2 separate regions of the Nomascus leucogenys genome follow, and region 1 is linked to region 2. Evidence: chromatin contacts called from public Hi-C data. All regions are on one chromosome and are shown on one strand. The core of a region is the stretch at or near the end of the contact, and the rest is flanking DNA. Distances in the headings are between cores, read along the strand shown. Region 1 has its middle 25 kb from the start of HMCN2. Region 2 overlaps GPR107 (protein GPR107).

Region 1 (3,940 bases), core at 159-2,658, 150 kb after region 2:
CCAGAACTCCCCAGACCCTCAAGAGGGTTCCAAAGGCAGCATGGAAAGGCAGTGTGGGACGGTGGTTGGGGCCACAGGTTGTGGAATCTGACCTGGTTCCCAGCCAAGCTCTACCACTTGACGCTGGGCGTGTGTTCTAACAGACAGGGTCTTCTGGTAAAAATGTGGACCCTTGGCCAGGCGCGGTGGCTCATGCCTGTAATCCCAGCACTTTGGGAGGCCGAGTCGGGCGAATCATGAGGTCAGGAGATTGAGACCATCCTGGCTAACATGGTGAAAGCCTGTCTCTACTAAAAATACAAAAAATTAGCCGGGCGTGGTGGCAGGTGCCTGTAGTCCCAGATACTCGGGAGGCTGAGGCAGGAGAATGGAGTGGACCTGGGAGGCGGAGCTTGCAGTGAGCCGAGATTGCGCCACTGCACTCCAGCCTGGTGACAGAGCGAAACTATGTCTCAAAAGAAATAAACAAACAAATGAGAGGCAGGCCCTGCCCCACAACCTCGCCAGAGGTGGAATGTTGCAATGAAGGCAGATACTAGATCAAATTCTGCCAGAAGTCCAGATATTCACTAGCAAGTAAGCACAAAGACAGGCAGGCACCTGTACCTGTCCATCCAGGGGATGGGGGCCCCAGGGCCCCAGGGGCCCTGCCCCTGAGCACAGTCCTGAAGCACCAGGCTGCTGCTCTTCCCTAGTGGTGCACAGTGCTGAGCTCCGAGAATCTTTCTAGCCAAGCATGTATCTTCACCACATTACACTTCTATGAAAAGGGACTTCTAACATCCTTTGTGTGGATAAAATCTGTGGTGTAGATTTTAATAAAAGTACATATTTAAAATGCTAATGTGACACCCCCTGGAGGGCTGATTCCTGACTAGACTGTTTCACACACTTGGGGACTGTCCCTGAGGCAGAGATCGGAGGTAATTTACATACCCACCCAATGTGCTGTTTCCACCGAAGCACTGAAAGTGAATCCATGCATGGGCGCCTTTCTTTGGAAATGCCAAGCTCTGGTTCAGAGGGCCGTTGTGAGGGTAGCTGGGGCAATGTTTCCAGCAAAGGGTGAGCTTGAATAGAGGTGAGCTGTTGGTGGAGGAGGCTCAGGTCTTTTCCAGCAGCCTTGGGCGTGGTGTCTACAGGGACCACGGTTCAGAAACCGTGTTGCTGAGGGCACATGATGGGTCATGATCCCTTGCTCTGCTCTGGGTCAGGCTAAAGCCTGTGCTGACTCACCCCCTGGCCCAGCCTGCGCTGGATGGCTTACTGTGGGCTGAAGCTCAGTAGAGGCACAGACCTGGCCACCTGCTTTATCAGGATGGCTCAGACTGGCTACTATTCCCTGGGTGTGATAGCACCGGTGAGTCCTCCTAGAGGAACCATCCTAGAGGTCCCATTTCTCCCCACCTCGGGCCTTCCACCCTGTCCCCACTGACCCTGCCAAGCCCCCAAACTCACATCTCCATGTTAGAAAGTATCTCCCTAAATCGTACTCCCCAAAGCCCAGCTCAGGGCATCCCCAGGCATAGAGAGGAGATGACAAGGAGAAGAGTAGGGAGTTGGGCTGGGAGTGGGAATGCGATGTGGATCCCTGCCCTACAGTGGCCCCCTCCTCCCTGCCGTCTTCCTGCCTAGGGAGTAGAGAGGCAGAAACTTACTCTCCAGGTTCATTGGTCTGGAGGAACTGGTTCAGGACAGTGGGCATGGAAAGGGGCTGGGAAGGCCCCCTGAGCTTAGGCAAAATGAGCTTGTGTAGGTATGGAAAAGCTTTCTACTTGTTCCCCTTATCTCTTTTTAGCTGGGCACAGGGCCATGTGGAACAAAGGACTACATTTCCCAGCCTCCCTTGTGGCTGTGTGGCCATGTGACCCAGTTCTATTCAATAGGATGAGAATGATGAGCATAACTTTCCCTCTCTTCCCTCTTCCTGCTGACTGGATGGAGGACTCTGAAACAAGCCTTCCTAGAACTGGGTTTTTGACCCAGTGTGGCATGGAGCTGCCACACCAGCTTTGAACCATTTACACTGGAGCTCTTAGGAGGAAGAGAGACACACATTTATCTTGATTAAGCCATCCTAAGTCTCTGTGTCAACAGACCAATTTATATTCTCCCTAATGTACCCAGTGATCTGCTGGGTCGCTTTCAATGACCTGATGCCACCTGCAAATGTTTGCATCTAAACTCTCAATGTTTGCCAAAGTGATTTAACAAACAACTGTACAGTGTCACGTGCTGGTGTAACTACTGCTTGCTCATGCCTTTCCAACCTGTCTTCTGCCTTTTCCCTCTTCCTGTCCCACTATGCCCTCCTCCTCCAAGGGCTCAGGAGACTGAGGGTCCTAGCCAGAGGGACTCCTGTGGGAAAGACTTTCTTTTGCAGAAGGACCAGGGACCTAGAGGCTCTAGGTTATTGAGAAGCCCAGGGCAGCCCCTGAGGACCGGGCCAGTTGGGTTTTCACTGGGTAACCACAGCAAGGACACTGGGCAGGCTGGCCTAGCGTTGAGCTCAGGAAGGATTCTGCCAGGGGTTTCAAGACTTGGGGACCAGACCTTTTCTTGTCTCTACAATTTCCTTCCTCAGAAATTGCTCCCTTCCTCCCAGAAACCTGAAATAAGCCATCCACATGAGCAGATCTTGGGGCTAAAAAAATATGAGAAAGAGTAAAACAAGCTTTTTTCAGAGAGTCAGGGAGAAGGGTGGGAAGAGTCCTTTTGGTATCATTGTCAGGTGACTGAGAGTAGGTCCTGTTTTAGTCACTGGACTGTTGGTTGCCCCCAGAGGTGAGGGGAAGTCTTTGTGATATTGTGGAGGGCCCACTTTATTCTTTGAGGATTCTGAAGACCCAATTCATATGTTGGGCATCAAGAGGCCTTCCTGCCTTAGAAGGGGCAGATCTGTGCAATGCCAGAGGCCCGAGCTGGGACCTGCAGGTGAAGGTGCAAGTGCTGGCCTGAAAGGAGGGAGAAAGGGAGCTCCTAGGCCAGATGCGGTATCTCATGCCTGTAGTCCCAGCACTTTGGGAGGCTGAGACGGGCAGATCACTTGAGGTTCGAGACCAGCCTGGCCAACATGGTGAAACTCCGCCTCCACCAAAAATACAAAAATTAGCTGGGCATGGTGGCGTGTGCCTGTAATCCTAGGTAGTCGGGAGGCTGAGGCAGGGGAACTGCTTGAACCCAGGAGGTGGAGGTTGCAGTGGGCCGAGATCACACCACTGCACTCCAGCCTGGGTGACAGAACGAGACTCCATCTCAAAAAAACAAAAAAACAAAAAAACAAAAAACAAAAAAACAAAGGGAGCTCCCAGTCACGGGAAGGGAATCAGAGGGAACCCTGAGATTCGGATTCTACCCCCATGCTCATCCATCAGATCAACTAATACAAGCTGGATGCTGCTTAAGTGATTTCTAGGCAGAAGCCTAAAGCTAACCAGAGTCCTTCACCCATTTCCACAGGGACGAATGACAGCCTGGAGTGTATATGCTGGGCAGCCACAGTGCCAGGCTTCTGCCACAGCCTGCGATGGACGTGTAGCCTGGTTCAAGAAGGAAGGCTGAGCGCGGTGGCTCGTGCCTGCAATTCCTGCACTTTGGGAGGCTGAGGCAGGTGGATCACTTGAGGTCAGGAGTTCGAGACCAGCCTGGGCAACATGGCAAAACCCCATCTCTACAAAGTACAAAAACATTAGCCAGGCATGGTGGCGCCCACCTGCAGTCCCAGCTACTCAGGAGGCTGAGATGAGAGAGTTGCTTGAGCATAGTGAGGTTGAGACTACAGTGAGCTGTGATAGCGCCACTGCACTCCAGCCTGGGTGACAGAGAGCGAGACTCTGTCAAAAAAAAAAAAAAAAGAAAAAAAAAGCAGCAGCAGCACACACAGAAAGATTATGGACACCAGCCACAGATGGGCAGTGCCAGGCCAGTGATGCACTATGGG
Region 2 (4,022 bases), core at 75-2,574:
CCTGACCTCAGGTGATCCACCTGCCTTGGCCTCCCAAAGTGCTGGGATTACAGGCATGAGCCACCGTGCCCCGCCTCAGTTTTGTTTTTTTTGGTTTTTTTTTAAAGAAAGTTCTACTTTTGTCTTTACTGGAAAAGTAAGAACTAGGAGTCAGATCTGATTTCAGGTGTGAACTTGGACAGTGACTGCCTGTGTGCCTTGCTTCACTCTAAATCTCTTTTTTCTTGGCTATGAAACTGGGACAGTAATAGTTACTCTGCCTTCCTGTAAGAGTCTTGGATTCTTAGACTTGTTCTGTGATTCCCCCTAAGATAATGTATATGAGAGGGCTTTGCAAATCAGGGTGCCATCCAAACATGAGGTATTTATAAAATAGTTTAGTAGCCAGGGGTTCAGTGGTGTTTTAATTTTCCTTTAGTTATTGGTGGCAATAGTCATTGTCACTGGTTCGCTTATATCAAATTGTGGTAATAGTTTTCTTTTTTTCTTTCTTTTTTTTTCTTTTTTTTTTTTTTGAGACAAAGTCTCTCTCTGTTGCCAGGCTGGAGTGCAGTGGCACAATCTTGGCTCACTGCAACCTCCACCTTCCAGGTTCAAGTGATTCTTCTGCCTCAGCCTCCCAAGTAGCTGGGACTACAGGCATCTGCCACCATGCCTGGCTAATTTTTGTATTTTTAGTAGAGACAGGGTTTCACCGTGTTGCCGGGATGGTCTTGATCTCTTTACCTCGTGATCCACCCGCCTTGGCCCCCCAATGTGCTGGGATTACTGGCATGAGCCACTGTGCCCAGACCGTGGTAACAGTTTTCAATCTGTGGTTAAATGAGGCTGACCTATTGTGTACAAGTCTCATCTGTAATTTTTGTTGGAGTATAGTGTGCATGGGGGAAGGTCTCATTTAAGTTCTGCCCATGCTTTCTCAGGAGTCTTAGAGTCAGTTCTGGTAGGCTGGAAAACCACATGATATAAAAGCATATGACCAAGGCCGCCAGGCGCATTTCACTGGCCCCTGAAAGCTGGAAACAACTGAGAGATCTTTGCCTCATTTATTGAGGCCCAGAGAGGGGAAATGAGAGCCAGTGTCACCCAACAGAGCTGGGACTGGAACCCGGGCCTGCTTGCTAGTATGTGTCAGGCCCCTCCCAACTTCGAGTGTAGGGAGAACTAGTATTTGAGCCGAGGTCAGCGAGGCTTATTCTTTCCATCACATCTCTGCCCCATCGTAGATGTTCTAACCATGGACTGCAAGTCAAGGTTGCCAGAGTGTGAATGAGCACAGCTCTTTGTGGTGGGTGGTTTACACTCTGGGTAAATCTCACTGGCATTCAGTAGTTCCAGACTATTCTGGCCTTGACTTCCCTTTTGACCTTCAGGTAGGTGGGCCCTGGAACAGGAAAGTACCAGGGAGGAAATGAGCCCAGAAACTGATATCCCTTTGTGGCACACTCTCATTCTCACTCGGTGCCAGGCCCCTTTCCTGCTCTATGGTTCCCCTTCATTTCCTGTCCCCTCTCCCACTCCTTCCCAGCCTTGGAGAACTGCTCAAATGTGTTGCATATACGTTTTTGGACTTCTTTTTTTTTTGAGACCTAGTCTCACTCTGTGCCCCAGGCTGGAGTGCAGTGGTGCAATCTCGGCTCACTGCAACCTCCGCCTCCCGGATTCAAGCAATTCTCGTGCTTCAGCCTCCTGAGTAGCTGGGACTATAGGCGCCCGCCACTATGCCCGGCTAATTGTTGTGTTTTTAGTAGAGACGGGGTTTCACCATGTTGGCCAGACTGGCCTACAATTCGTGACCTCAGGTGATCTGCCTCTCAAAGTGCTGGGATTATAGGCATGAGCCACTGCATCTGGCCTGATTTTTTTTTATATTTCTCTATTCTTATAGATAAGTACTGTTTATTGGTGTTGCATTTATTTTAAATTTACATAAAATATCCATAGACGTTGTTGTACATTTTTTACTCAGTAGTATCCCTTCTGCGATCTAGCCATGTGGCTGAGTGTGCGTCTCATTCATTGATTTTTACCTACTTCACAGCACCCCATGCTCTGTGTCCTCACATTTGACTGCTTTGGTCCTTTAGTGATGGACACACGCCTGGACTGCCTACATCTCCCTGCTACCCCAGCCAGTGCTGGCATGAACCTCCGAAGATCCCCTGTGGATCTGTGCAGCTTCTGAGCTGCAGCCCTGGAAGGAAGCACACTGTGCCATGGGTAGTTAATTTCTTTTGTTTTCTTTTGTTTTTTTTTTTTTTTGAGACAGAGTCTCACTTTGTCACCCAAGCTGGAGTGCAGTGGCACCATCTTGGCTCATTGCAACCTCTGCCTCCTGAGTGCAAGCGATTCTCCTGCCTCACCCTCCTGAGTAGCTGGGACTACAGGCATGTACCACCATGCTGGGCTAATTTTTGTATTTTTAGTAGAGACGAGTTTTCACTGTGTTGGCCAAGCTAGTCTTGAACTCCTGGCCTCAAGAGATCCTCCCGCCTCAGCCTCCCGAAGTGCTGGGACTACAGGCATGAGCCACTGCACCCAGCCATCAGTTAATTTCGTTAAAGGCCAGATTGCCTTCCAGTGTGGCATATAGGTTTATACATCTACCAGTGGTGCATACATAATAAGGTTTGCTGTTCTCCACATTCTCACCAATACTGACATCTTAATTTTTGCCAATCTGATAGATGTAAAGTGGTATCTTGCTTTATTTTGCATTTCTCTGAATATTGGTGATGTGGATTATCATTTTAGGGACTCATTAACCATTTCCACTTTTGTGGCTGCCTGTATTCTTTGCTTTTTTTTTTTTTTTTTTTGAGACAGGGTCTCACTACATTGTCCAGGCTGGAGCAGTGGCATAATCAAGGCTTACGGCAGCCTCAAACTCCTGAGCTCAAGTGATCCTCCCACCTCAGCCTCCTGAACAGCTGAAACTATAGGGACGCACCACCACTCCTGGCTTAATTTTTGTTTGTTTTGAGACTGTTTGTTTTGAGACAGGGACTCGCTCTGTCACCCAGTCTGGAGTGCAGTGGCACAGTCACGGCTCACTGCAGCCTTTGCCTCCTGGGCTCAAGTGATCCTCCCACATCAGCCTCCCAAGTAGCTGGGACTACAGGTGTGCACCGCCACACCCAGCTAACTTTTTGTATTTTTGGTAGAGACGGAGTTTCGTCATCTTGCCCAAGCTAATCCCAAACTCTTGGGCTCAAGTAATCTTCCCACCTCAGCCTCCCTAAGTGCGGGATTACAGGCATGAGCCACTGCACCTAGCCTCATAATAGTCTTAATATGTTCTATTAGGTTAATTCCTAAGGGGGGGATGGGAAGGAGTAGAGGAATTTAATGCCCAGCAGCCCAAAGGTGGACTAGTATCTGTGACGCGGTGGTTATGGGAATGGGTGCTTTGTCTCATTGGCCTGGGGTATTTGCAGACACCAGCCATAAAGGAGAGAGAAACGGGCATGACCCTGGCTCTTTCTCCTCACACATCCCTACTGCTGACTCCCAGCCCCCGCTACTCTGGGCTGCAGACTTCTCCTACAGCTATTTGTAATCGCTTTCTGCTTTCCTGGGAGTTCTGTGCTGTTTTCTCAGGTCCATCTACCTCATTCTTGCCTCTGGCTTTCCCAGGGTGGTTTCCGGGAACAAGCTGGCAGCCTGTGTTAGATTTCCATTTACTCAAGAGTTGGAATCCATCATGTCTGGCTTTAGTGCATAACTCTCAGGTTCATTCACAACATTAAGTTGTGTATTAGAGATTACTTTAGGACTCCATTCAAGGCCTTTTTTTTACCAGCAAAAAGTACTTCATAAAAAAAGTGGCCGAGTGCGGTGGCTCACCCCTGTAATCCCAGCACTTCGGGAGGCTGAGGCAGGTGGATTACTTGAAGTCAGGAGTTCAAAATCAGCCTGGCCAATGTGGTGAAACCCTGTCTCTACTAAAAATACAAAAATTAGCCGGACATCGTGGCGCACGCCTGTAATCCCGGCTACTCAGGAGGTTGAGGCGGTAGGGG

Evidence for each region. Hi-C and Micro-C count contacts between places; a contact is called where the count stands out from the background.
Region 1: a Hi-C map of an unstated tissue shows a contact between it and region 2, with 2.4 times the contacts expected there. The contact joins two enhancer-like sites. A contact is called at or near these places in 3 of 4 Hi-C or Micro-C datasets (a lymphoblastoid cell line and an unstated tissue).

The regions. Positions count from the first base shown.
Region 1 is chr8:106,367,228-106,371,167 of Asia_NLE_v1, forward strand. No RefSeq gene overlaps it. Among named protein-coding and RNA genes, the nearest start is that of HMCN2, 25 kb to the right of the region's middle. Within about 2 kb of position 1,409, the one cell type or tissue checked has an H3K27ac peak away from gene starts, as active enhancers do. A contact at or near this core is called in a lymphoblastoid cell line, where this site is marked.
Region 2 is chr8:106,222,212-106,226,233 of Asia_NLE_v1, forward strand. All of the region lies in intron 9 of GPR107 (protein GPR107), which reads left to right. Among named protein-coding and RNA genes, the nearest start is that of GPR107, 40 kb to the left of the region's middle. Within about 2 kb of position 1,325, the one cell type or tissue checked has an H3K27ac peak away from gene starts, as active enhancers do. A contact at or near this core is called in a lymphoblastoid cell line, where this site is marked.